Regions from separate parts of the Rattus norvegicus genome. Here region 1 is linked to region 2. A link is a contact called in public Hi-C data. All regions are on one chromosome and are shown on one strand. The core of a region is the stretch at or near the end of the contact, and the rest is flanking DNA. Distances in the headings are between cores, read along the strand shown. Region 1 overlaps Ptpro (protein tyrosine phosphatase, receptor type, O). Region 2 has its middle 37 kb from the start of Rerg.

Evidence for each region. A called contact is a pair of places that touch in the nucleus more often than the background predicts.
Region 1: a contact with region 2 is called in a Hi-C map of kidney, with 3 times the contacts expected there. The contact joins two enhancer-like sites. A contact is called at or near these places in 5 of 12 Hi-C or Micro-C datasets (the A7r5 cell line, Schwann cells, frontal cortex and 2 more).

Annotation. Positions count from the first base shown.
Region 1 is chr4:172,084,135-172,089,720 of GRCr8, forward strand. It overlaps Ptpro (protein tyrosine phosphatase, receptor type, O), which reads left to right. Exons shown (of 27, transcript NM_017336.2): 20 at 2,689-2,779; 21 at 4,277-4,353; 22 at 5,170-5,304; 23 at 5,548-5,586. LOC120102421 (a long non-coding RNA gene) reads right to left here. Exons shown (of 4, transcript XR_005504027.2): 3 at 5,004-5,586; 4 at 4,220-4,351. Among named protein-coding and RNA genes, the nearest start is that of Eps8, 130 kb to the right of the region's middle. Within about 2 kb of position 2,612, at least 1 of the 93 cell types and tissues checked has an H3K27ac peak or open chromatin away from gene starts, as enhancers often do. A contact at or near this core is called in kidney, where this site is marked.
Region 2 is chr4:171,855,098-171,860,656 of GRCr8, forward strand. No RefSeq gene overlaps it. Among named protein-coding and RNA genes, the nearest start is that of Rerg, 37 kb to the left of the region's middle. Within about 2 kb of position 2,779, at least 23 of the 93 cell types and tissues checked have an H3K27ac peak or open chromatin away from gene starts, as enhancers often do. A contact at or near this core is called in kidney, where this site is marked.

The sequences.
Region 1 (5,586 bases), core at 1,362-3,861, 230 kb after region 2:
TCCTTAAAGTAACGGTTGAGAAGAGACTTGAAGGGTGAAACTTGTATGCTTTGCTGCATCCTTTGGGACTAGGAACAAAATTACCTTGGGCAAAGTGTGAGTACTCCAGAGTTCAGATCAGAGTGTAGGGGCCTTGCAAGAGGGGTAACCTGTAATCGCAGCACTCAGGAGGCAGAGACAAAGCACCTTCAGGGCAAGCTGTGAGCTAGCCCTGACAATTGGCCTAGTCAGAGACCGTGGCTTGACATGATGCGGTGAACCATTAGGGAAGCCACCGTAGTCCTCTGCCTCACCACACAGGCACACCCCACATACATGCCAGCACACCATTACACATTCACGCACACATACACACACACACACACACACACACACACACACACCTTACACATGCGCATGCAAAAAAAAAACCCTGAACTCATTAAGTGTAAGCAAAATAGATGGTTTCTATGGCAACTGGTTCTTCGGCTGTCTGAAGAAGCTTATAGAAACGACAGTAAAGACAAATACCGAGGGGCTCTGTAGCACACACACGCACAGAGCATTCCCTTGCACTGACGCACACATAAAATAAAAAACAATAAGAATACATCTTGGAGTGTTTCCGGATATTGCTAGATTTGCTCCTTTAGATATACAAGCCCAGAAACTACCATTCCAGTAGACCATAAAGTAGACTTCTAGGTGATCTGGTTATATGCAACCTCATTTTCTTTCCGTTTTCATATTTTATTTTAAATAATTTTATTTCTCTTAGATATTTTATGTCTTTACATTTCGAATGTTCCCCCCTTTCCTCCCTCTCCCATACCTCCTCTCCCCTCCCCCTGCTTCTATGACGATGCTCCCGCTCCACCCACCTACTCCCACCTCAAAGCCAACATTGGGCAAACAATCCTTCACAGGACCAAGTGCTTTTCCTTCCATTGATGCTGGACAATGCCATCCTCTGTCACAAATGTGGCCAGAGTCATGGGACCCTCCATGTGTACTGTCTGATTGGCGGTTTAGTCCCTGGGAGCTCTGGTGAGGTCTGGTTGGTTGATACTGTTGTTCTTCCTATGGGGTTGCAAACCCCTTCTGCTTCTTCAGTCCTTTCTCTAACTCCTCTATTGGGTCCCCTTGTTCAGTCCAATGGTTAGCTGCAAGCATCCTCATCTGTATCAGCAGGGCTCTGGCAGAGTCTCTCAGGAGACACCCATATCTGGCTCCTGTCAGCAAGCACTTCTTTGCATCCGTGATAGTGACTGGGTTTGGTATCTGCATATGGGATGGATTCCCCAGGTGGGGCAGTCTCTGGATGACCTTTTCTTCAGTCTCTGCTCCACCCTTTGTCCCTGTATTTCCTCCTGTGAGTATTTTGTTCTTCCAAGAAAGACGGATACAGCCACATTTGGGTCTTTGTACTTGAGCTTCATGTGGTCTGTGGATTGTGTCTTGGGTATTCCAAGCTTTTGGGCTAAGATCCACTTATCAGTGAGTGCATACCATGTGTGTTCTTTTGTGACTGGGTTACCTCACTCAGGATGATATTTTCTAGTTCCATCCATTTGCCTAAGAATTTCATGTAGTCACTGTTTTTTTGGTTTTTTTTGTTGTTGTTGTTGTTTTTTGGTTCTTTTTTTCGGAGCTGGGGACCGAACCCAGGGCCTTGTGCTTCCTAGGTAAGCGCTCTACCACTGAGCTAAATCCCCAGCCCCAGTCATTGTTTTTAATAGCTGAGTAGTACTCCTTTTGTTTTTTATTAGACACAGGGGGATAAACAGCCGAAATGTTTCTCACAGTCACTCTTTTGAATGGCATGGTTGTAAGAAAAACACCAATGCCTGCTGTGGTAGGGGCTGAGGTACAGATAACCGACAGGCCAGTAGATGTCCATCCGGTGTGCCGCCTTCCACTCTAGGGCTGCCTCCTCACTGATGATTCACCTTTATTCTTCGGGTCCCATCACCGGCATTTAGAGGCTGTTCACCCAATATTTTATACTGTGGAGATTGCTTCCTACTCCTAACCCCACTGTCTCACAACTTCTTTGGGGGCTCATTTCTACGAGAAAACAGATGCCCATGCTTCCTCATGGTTTATGTGAACAGCTCATACACGAGCTGCCCTCCTTGTCATAATCCTGATCTGTGTTTTCATTCCCAAGCCTCCCACACCCCATCTCCCACGTAGATCTTACTTCTCTGAGTAATCTGTGAGAAGCTCGAGCTGTTTAGATGGCAGAGTGAACTGTGCTTCACTGCAGCTGTGCTAACAAACTACCTTTAGGGTTCAAGTCCCTGCGATGCTTAGCTTTCTCACTCACAGGTACGTGGTTTCACTGGAGTGCTTCTGCTTCAGGCTGTGGGTATCCATCAGGTTGTCTCCTCACCCTGACATCAGCAGCTTTGCTGCCCATGGACTCTTTCTGTTGGTGGTAGAGGTCAGGAGAAGAAACCAAACTAAAGAAGCCCATAGTGAACTTCCAATTTCACCCAAGTTCTACCCAGATTCATTGACTAGAGCGAGCTGACAAGAGCGAAGTGGATCGGCTAGCACGTCCTGCCCTTAAAAGAAATTGCTGCCTTATCAGCTGACCAAGGGCATGTTGAAGTTTTATCCATGAACAGAGTCCAAGGTGAACATTAAGCCATCCAGTTCTGCACTGGGTACAGAAACTTTGAACCTGTTCTCTCTTGTTTGCAGGAGTTGAAGTTGATTGGACTGGATATTCCACACTTTGCTGCAGATCTTCCGCTGAACCGATGTAAAAACCGCTATACAAACATCCTGCCGTGTAAGCTGATCAATAGCCCTGACCCCAGCCCTGTCTCTTAAAGGTCAAAGCTTTGCTTCTGCCACTCAATCAGTCTCACTATTTTCCCGCCAGACTCAAGTGTGGTCTGAATCACAGGGCCACCACCGAGTCTTCCCAGACCTGGCTGGCACATTGGTCTTACCGGGTGGAGGTGGGGGTTTATTACACCTCTTCACATAAATTGCATCTGAGCATTCGACCCTCCCTACCACAGACAAAGGACTCCCGGCAGCCAATGACTGCTAAGAAAGGGAGACTTGATCTTCTGGGAGTGAGCTCCCTATTCATCCAATTCCAAGTCAGATAGTCCACAGATGTCATTTACATATAAGCAATACTAAATAAACTGAGCAAGTTGTTCTTACATATTTATATAGGTAACAGTAATAATCAAAGGAAACGAGTCCATGAATTTGAGAGGGAATCCAGTTGACACCTGGTCACTGTCAAGAACCAGAGACTTTCCTTATGAAACTCAACACCATAGAGTAAACACACACCAATAAAGAGAAGTTTGAGGATGAAGTTAGTAAGATAAATCTGAATAAGTGAAAGGAAAAAGAACAGGGAGAAATAACCAAGGTAAAAAACCGAAATCAACAAGGCCAACAATAATACTATTTGATACACGATCGAGAGCGAACCGGGATTAGGGCTGGTAAGTGATAGGAAGAGAGTGCTACACTTCGGTTTTATAGAGACGAACAGGGCCGGGGAGTCTAAGCACACTGTGAGGACTGTAGTTAATGACACGTGTGGAACCCTGAAAGGTTTATAATGGAGTGGGCTTTACGCACTTCCACACAAAAAGAATAAGTGTGAGATGACAGATGCTTCTTTGCTTAACTCTAGTAGTCCTTTCTTAATGTGCAGGCGGGTGGACATGCACACACACACACATACACACACATGCACGCATGCACACACACATGCATGCATACACACATACACACACACACATGCACACACACACACATACACACACATGCACGCATGCACACACACATGCACGCATACACACATACACACACACACACACACACACACAATCATTTACCTTAAACATTAAATTTCATGTCCAGCAACAAAAAGAATTAAACCAGTAAGTGTCATAATAACTTCGAAAAGGCCCATGTGACTTCCGTTCTCTGGGTGAGGTAGTGGGTTCCTCGGATGTCGCTGCACGAGAAGGCAACCATAAATTTACGTTACGTACTATAGCTTCCCGTATGGTCATAAAGATATTTCAGTTCCTGCCTGAAGCACTTGCAGCTGACTCTTCCAGAGCTGGAAGAGCTGAGGAAGTAGTGGCTGGATGAAAGTCATAAATTATCGAATGGAGGCCCTAAGACAACAGTAGACGGCCTCCCTCCTCGGCCTTCTGTTTAACTTGGTATCTGACAGAGACCGACACAATCGTTTTGCCTTCCATTCCGGTTTTTTTTTTAATGTGTCTTTTCTCTCTGGTCTTCATAGACGACTTCAGCAGAGTGAGGCTGGTCTCCATGAATGAAGAAGAAGGAGCAGACTACATTAATGCCAATTATATTCCTGTAAGTAGAAATAATAATAATAATGATAATAATAATAATAATAATAATAATAAACTAATCCAAAGCTCAAAACCACACAGACCAGGCACTGGAAGGCCGTAGGGGCTAAGGATACATGAAATGGAGAAGTGGCAGCTGCCCCCACCTAACAACTGAGGGCCAGGAGCTGTGGGCACTTCCTGTTGCTCCTATTCAGAATACAGGATGCAATGGCTCTCACCCTTCCTAATGCTGCAGCCCTTTAACACAGCTCCTCGTGTTGTGGTGACCTCAACCATAAAAATCATTTCATGGCTCCATCATCACGGAAATTCTTCACCGTTATGAGTCATATGTGAATATCTAACATGCAGGATATCTGATATGGAACCCCTGTGAAATGGTCATTTGAACCCCACAGGGGTCACAACCCACTGGTTGAGAACCACAGCTCCCTGTGAGAGACTAGAGGAGGGAGGTCATGGCACTGAAGGGAGGGCCTCTCCCCTGTGTCTAGACTCCACAGTCCAGACTACAGCTGCACACCTGTGCACTTAGAGCAGCTGAGGTAAAGAGTGCGGCTGACGTGAAAAGGTGTGGACATGATTGGATAGGCTTCTAACAAGCAGCGCTTAAAACCACACCAACCCGTATAAAAGCCCTCTGGTTACCGCTTTCATGATAAGCTGAAGGAAACATTTGATAGGTGTGTGATCCTTTGCCAACTTCCTCCATCAGCAGGATGTCAGCCGTCCTGGCAGGGTTAGAACGCCCAACAGCACTCAGGGGGCAGTGACGCTGGCTGGCGAAGTGTTGACGTTCTCACTCTCCTTTCAGGGCTACAACTCACCTCAGGAGTACATTGCCACCCAGGGACCACTGCCGGAAACCAGAAATGATTTCTGGAAGATGGTCCTGCAGCAGAAGTCTCGCATCATTGTCATGCTCACTCAGTGCAATGAGAAAAGAAGGGTGTGTACCTATGTGCCTGAGGGCCGGTTGGCCATGCCTGCCCCGTTCACAGCCCTGGGTGTTTGTCCACTGTCAGGAAGGGGGACTGAAGGTGCCTAGTCTTCACCTTCTCCATGGGCCTGCATGTTTTCTTTGGAAAGGAGGGGATCATTGCTGCCCTGCAGTGAGCACAGACTGTTTCTTCCCTGGTTACTTCTTGGCTCCGCTTTGTCTTTTAAAATGGTGGCGTTATTGTTGCCTCAGGTAAAATGCGACCACTACTGGCCATTCACGGAAGAACCC
Region 2 (5,559 bases), core at 1,529-4,028:
TGGTCTACAGAGTGAGTCCAGAACAGCCAGGGCTACACAGAGAAACCCCGTTTCAAAGGGAGGTAGGGTATATAACCCTGGCCCTTTGTCTTCCCGGCCCATTCTCTTCCTGGTTCTTTCCTCCACCTTTGCTTCCTGGCTGCCATGGAGTGGGAGTGAGTGGCTTCCTCAGAGTTGTCTGAGGGGGGCTGTTTCTCTTTGTCAGGGACAGAAAAGAAATAACAAACTGGTGGGCTGATCCTCTAAACCAGTGAGCCATATATGATTCTCTACCCTTTAAATGGTTTGTGGAAGGGGTTTTGTCACAGTGATGGAAAGCTATCAAACACACAACATGGCGTGACCACACACAACAGTGTGACACGGGTTCTTCCAGCGCTCTGGCAGGACACACAAGTGTGAGTGTGCAAACGAGGTCATCTACCCCCCCACACACACATCTACACATCCTGGATGTCTCCCCAGGTGAAGCTCTCCTTTCGTTTTCTTTTAGTCTGAGGTTGGTCGGAGACCTATCTATAAGCCACACAAGGAGACCCACTCTACCAAGCATTAGGGAGTCTTTGTCGCCTTTCTCCTGGCTGTGACAATTTCTAGACAAAAGCATAAGGAGAAAACAGTGTGCTGTAGTTCACAGCAGGAGGGGGCTACATACTCCCTTACAGTGGGAGAGTCATGGGAGATGGACCGTGAAGCACGAATTCAGTCAGAACTAGAGAGACGAAGGTTGTTGCACAAGTCTCTCTGCTCTCTGTCTGTTGTCTAAGATCCCAGGATGGTGCCGTTCACATTAAGGTAGGCTTGTCACCCCAGTCAAGCTCATCAAGAAACTCTCTCACTGGTTTGTCTCCTAGGTGACTGTAGTCCTGTCAATTGGACAATCAAATCAACCACCACAGAACTGACTGAAGGGTTTTCATGAGCTAATGACTTCCCAGGAGTCCCTGTGAGAAATGAATGTTCACTCCTCACTGACCTTCCCTACCACCACGCTGGCCCTGGCCTCGCCCGCCTCTCCTTTTCATAGTGATCTTCTGCTTCCTCACCTGTGACCTTGACTCAAGGAGATACACTTTCTCAAGGCCTAGCTGTCTTCTCAATAAAGGTGGCCCCTTTCCACAAAGTAACTTCTGTGCCAGCTATCATAGAGGTGAACTGTCTCTACATTGTAAATGTCTTACGCACACAGCCACTACATGCGTGTAGACATGATCATACACATACACTTTAAAGCATGAAATGTGATTCTACATACATCATGTGACTTTCTGTTGCTTTTCAACCTGGTCTCCGATCTCCAGTTGCTTCTCAGTGATACGACGTGTTTATCTTTCCATGCCATTAGAAGTGAATCAAGCTCACTCTTTCGATTGCTACGTCCAATTCACGCTTTAACGTCAGACAAGGTACAGCCTTCTGCTTTGTAATTTCGTTATTGCAAGACAGAACATAATTCAGGGTTATGGTAAGAATTCATCAGCTAGAATGCTGGAGACTTTCAGTTGCTTAGCGCCAGAGTACTGTGTAAATAATAATTAGATTATCTCTACAAATAATGTCAAGGAAATTCCCTGACACCTCATTAACATCCTCCTTTGAAGAGCATTTTTATAGCCTTCAGTGACACAGTTTGTTTGTGTGTGGGCTTATGTGCAGAGGTGTAAGGGGTTGGGGGGGCTCAGAGGACAACTCCCCAGAATCTGTCGTCTCCTTCTACCATGTGGGTATTCATGGAGCCAACCAGGACCATTGGTCTTCGTGGCAACCACCTTTATCAACTGAGCCATCTTACCGACCCTCATTAAACTTCTTTCCAAGGGGAAGGAAATCTGTCTGCTCATTTATGGGTTGAGCTCATTTAATCCTCCTACCAATCCTACAAAGTAGGTCCTTCAGTTATTTCCATGTGACAGATGATAACCCAGGAGCACGGGAGACCGAGTCAGTGCTCAGAGTGACTCAGCTAATAAGTGACATCGCCGATACGGAATGCGCCTGGCTCTGGACACTATGGTACTAATCCCTCAGCCACACAGAACCATCTACAACAGGAAATACTTTCTACCTGCTTGGTTGCCAGGGACCCAAGCTAGCTGTCACTGACCAGATTTAACAAACATCCTTGGTAAGGTAAGGCAAGCACCATCTGATTCTGGCCATGTCGCCCTCTGCCCAGCTCTAAATCGGCCAGCCTGGCTTAGCAGAGGAGCTGAAATTTCTCTCTGAAGAAAATAGGGCGCGATCCGAAGAGCAAGGCATGGTTTGTGGGGAAATACGGAGAAGAATGGAGAAGAGGGAGAACGGAATAGTGAGGCGGATGGCCGCCTGGCACCTGGCCCAGCCGAGAGAGCCTCTGAGGTGAGCATGCCAAACTCCAAATGCTCCAAGCCCAGATCCCAGAATAGCTGGAAGGAGGCACACTGCCAGTGAGTCAATTATTACACCAGGCCCTCGAGCACTTAATCAGATGCATCCGGTTTGTATTCGCACACTATCAGGCTGAGATATGTGGTTGACTCCAATGAATTGGCATGCCCTAACATGGGCCAGCCATTGCCCGAAAGCCTCGTGCCTTGCAAGTTGGGGTCTACTCTTTCTCTCCTTTGAAAATGCCCGTGTTGTGTGCCAGTGATGTACACCTCCTTCCAAAGAAGAAAAAGACTCTTTTTTTTTTTTTGAGATGACTCAATGGAAATTGGGGAGTTTAAGTCCAGTAGAACTCAATCCTTGGACACTCAGGGCAAGAGTCCATTGGGTAAGGCAAGCCCAGTTGCCCAGTGTTACTACACCGTCCACATCCTTTGATGCTGCAGGCTCAGGAGGAGTGGCCACAGGCAATGGAACACCGGGATGGAGTGGGTCAGGATGACCCTGAGTATTGTTGAATTTTCCCTTCTGGAGGAATTCCCATGAGTGAAGTATTGTGGCCGCCAGTTGGCGACAACACCATCCTGGACCACAGACCATCTCGGTGCGTCTACCATTGTTCTCAGTGTGATTTTCTCAGCCTCTGTGGCAGGTGCTCTCGGTGCCCCATCCATAGTCCCCAGAGTAGACCAATGCTCCTACAAGGGCCTTTTGTCAGCTGTTTTGTGACCGTGGCTCTCTTCCTGTGGGAAAATGATGCTGTTCTTGTGACTGATGACAGGCTGAATTGGGAGTCAAGTCTTTTTTCCTCTTGTCAGGGCAACTTCTTCTTTACTTCTTTGTTATATTCATTGAACAAAATTTTCTTGGGGAGGGGGGATAGTAAGGAAAAACTTTCCCCTCAAGCTGAAGTTTCTGGGAGCTGGAGAGACAACTCAGCAGCGCAGGAGGTCCACCCTGCGGACCAGAGTTTGGACTGTTAGAGCCCAGGTTAATGCTGAGTAAATGCAGTGGATGCTTGTAACCCCACCGCTAGTGAGTTGAAGATGGAGTCCTTGTGCAAGGTGACTCCCTATACTAGCCAACTCTATGAGCTGTGGGCTCAACTGAGAAACCCTGCCCCAAGATATAAGATGGAGAATGGTCCAGGAGGCTCCTGATGTCAATATCAGGCTCTGTACATACATGCACACGCATGTACTCAGGGATGCATACAAGCACACACATGCGTCATATACATGTAACATCCAAAGCTAAGATTTCCCTAAAACAATGACTCGTCTAGTATCCACTCCTGCCTTTCACCTCTTCCCTTCCTCCTCTCAAGGTTTTCCATGAACGTACTCCATTCGATAAATCACCAAGGGCCTGGGAGATAACTCAGTTATTAAAGGCTGGGCTCATAACCAAATGTCGATGAATCACCTGAACAGAAGCTCTTGGCTCAGGCTCAGCTTCCTTGGAACTCAGCCTAACAGCATGGAAACCCTTCGCAAAACACAAGAGGATGTCGATGTTCCTCAGGCTTCTGCTATTAACCTGCTGACCACATCGCCCTTCTACGTCTGTGTGTTACTTACAGAATGATGCCTACAACTGCCTGCTTTAAAGTAACTTGCAAACTGACATTTTCGAGAAAGAAAAGCAAGGGACAAGAACAAGAACAATTACGGGCCGCTGAGAGGGCTCTGGAAAAGGGACTTGAGCCATGCCTGACATCCTGAGTTCAGTTGCAAGATCCATGTGGTTGACGATGAGGACAGACCCAGCAAGCTGTCCTCTGCCTTCTTCAGGCCCAGTGTGGCACCCAGTGAGGAAAGGCAAAAGACAATCTCTTGCTGTCCTACAAATGCTTGGAAATTGTGAGTTTGGTGGCCTAACTCAGTCTTTTAAACCATGATAAAATAACTATATGCTTCTGTGTGTGTGTGTGTGTGTGTGTGTGTGTGTGTGTGTATGTGTGTGTGTGTGTGCTCGCGCGCGTGTGTATGTATGTACACATGTACACATGTACATATGTATAATGTATCTATACATATATGTATATATGTATACACACATTTATCTTTATATGACTTAAAAATCATCCCACTGTCTATACTACTCCATGTGCACATGGACTATACCTTTCAGAATATTGCATCATAAAAAGTATGATTTTCAAAGTCTACATTGACCATTTTACTACTCCATTTGGAGAACCACGCTGATGCTGGTATTCAGTCATTTCCGGTTGGTTGTTTCAAAGCCATCAGCACTTTTAAGTTTTCCCTTAGCGCCCCTTTCTGCTTGAGCACTAAGGAACCATTCCTGATGAGACGGGGAAAGGTAGAGTGGATAACTCTTTAAAACTTCAATAACTGAAGATTACCCCAGCAAACATTCTGCCTTCAGTGTTTCGAGTTCTTAACCTGTCTCCCCCAGGACGATGGAGCTCCTAGAAACTTGAGGTCTTCTTGCTAGGATGACTCTGAGGTGATGGGGCTCAGACGCTCGTCTCCATGGAGGGTGAAACCCCTCTCGTCTTTAGACATTCTTAGGTTAATGACTCCTGACACTGCACACACACTTCTCTGAGATGCAGCAATGGAGGTAGAGTGCGGATGGTGGGGTAGGGTCCACTCAGATGCAGGCTCATGTCAAGGACAAAAACCTTTACCGACTGGGGACAGAGCTCAGCTAGGAGAACTCTTGTCTAGAGAGCGTGGGACCCTGGGTTAGATCCACAGCAACACATAAACTGGGCATGGGTGGTGCATGACTGTAAACCCAGAGTGTGGGAGGAAGAACAGGAGGATCAAAGGCTAAGGCCTCCTCAGCTGCAGAGTGAGTTCGAGGTCAGCATACAGGACACACTGATTTTTTAAAAAGGAGCCTTGGGAGAGAGACTTTTACTATGGGTCACTTTGTTGCAATTCTGAAGCAAAAACAAACAAACAAAACAAAAACAAAAACAAAAAACAAAACAGTAACAACAACAACAAAACAGAAAGCATGGGGGGGGGGCAGGTCTGAGCTAGTGGGAATGGATCTCCATCTCATCTGGTGTGTGCTATCACGATCTATGGATTTCATGTTGTTTTGGTATGGAAGGAGTCAATGGTCAGTGCAATATTTGCTGTTGAGCTTTCGCATCTCTCTAGCAGAATGGTCTTCCTGGCCTTTCCCCTCACAGTGCGTTCTTTCTGGAAC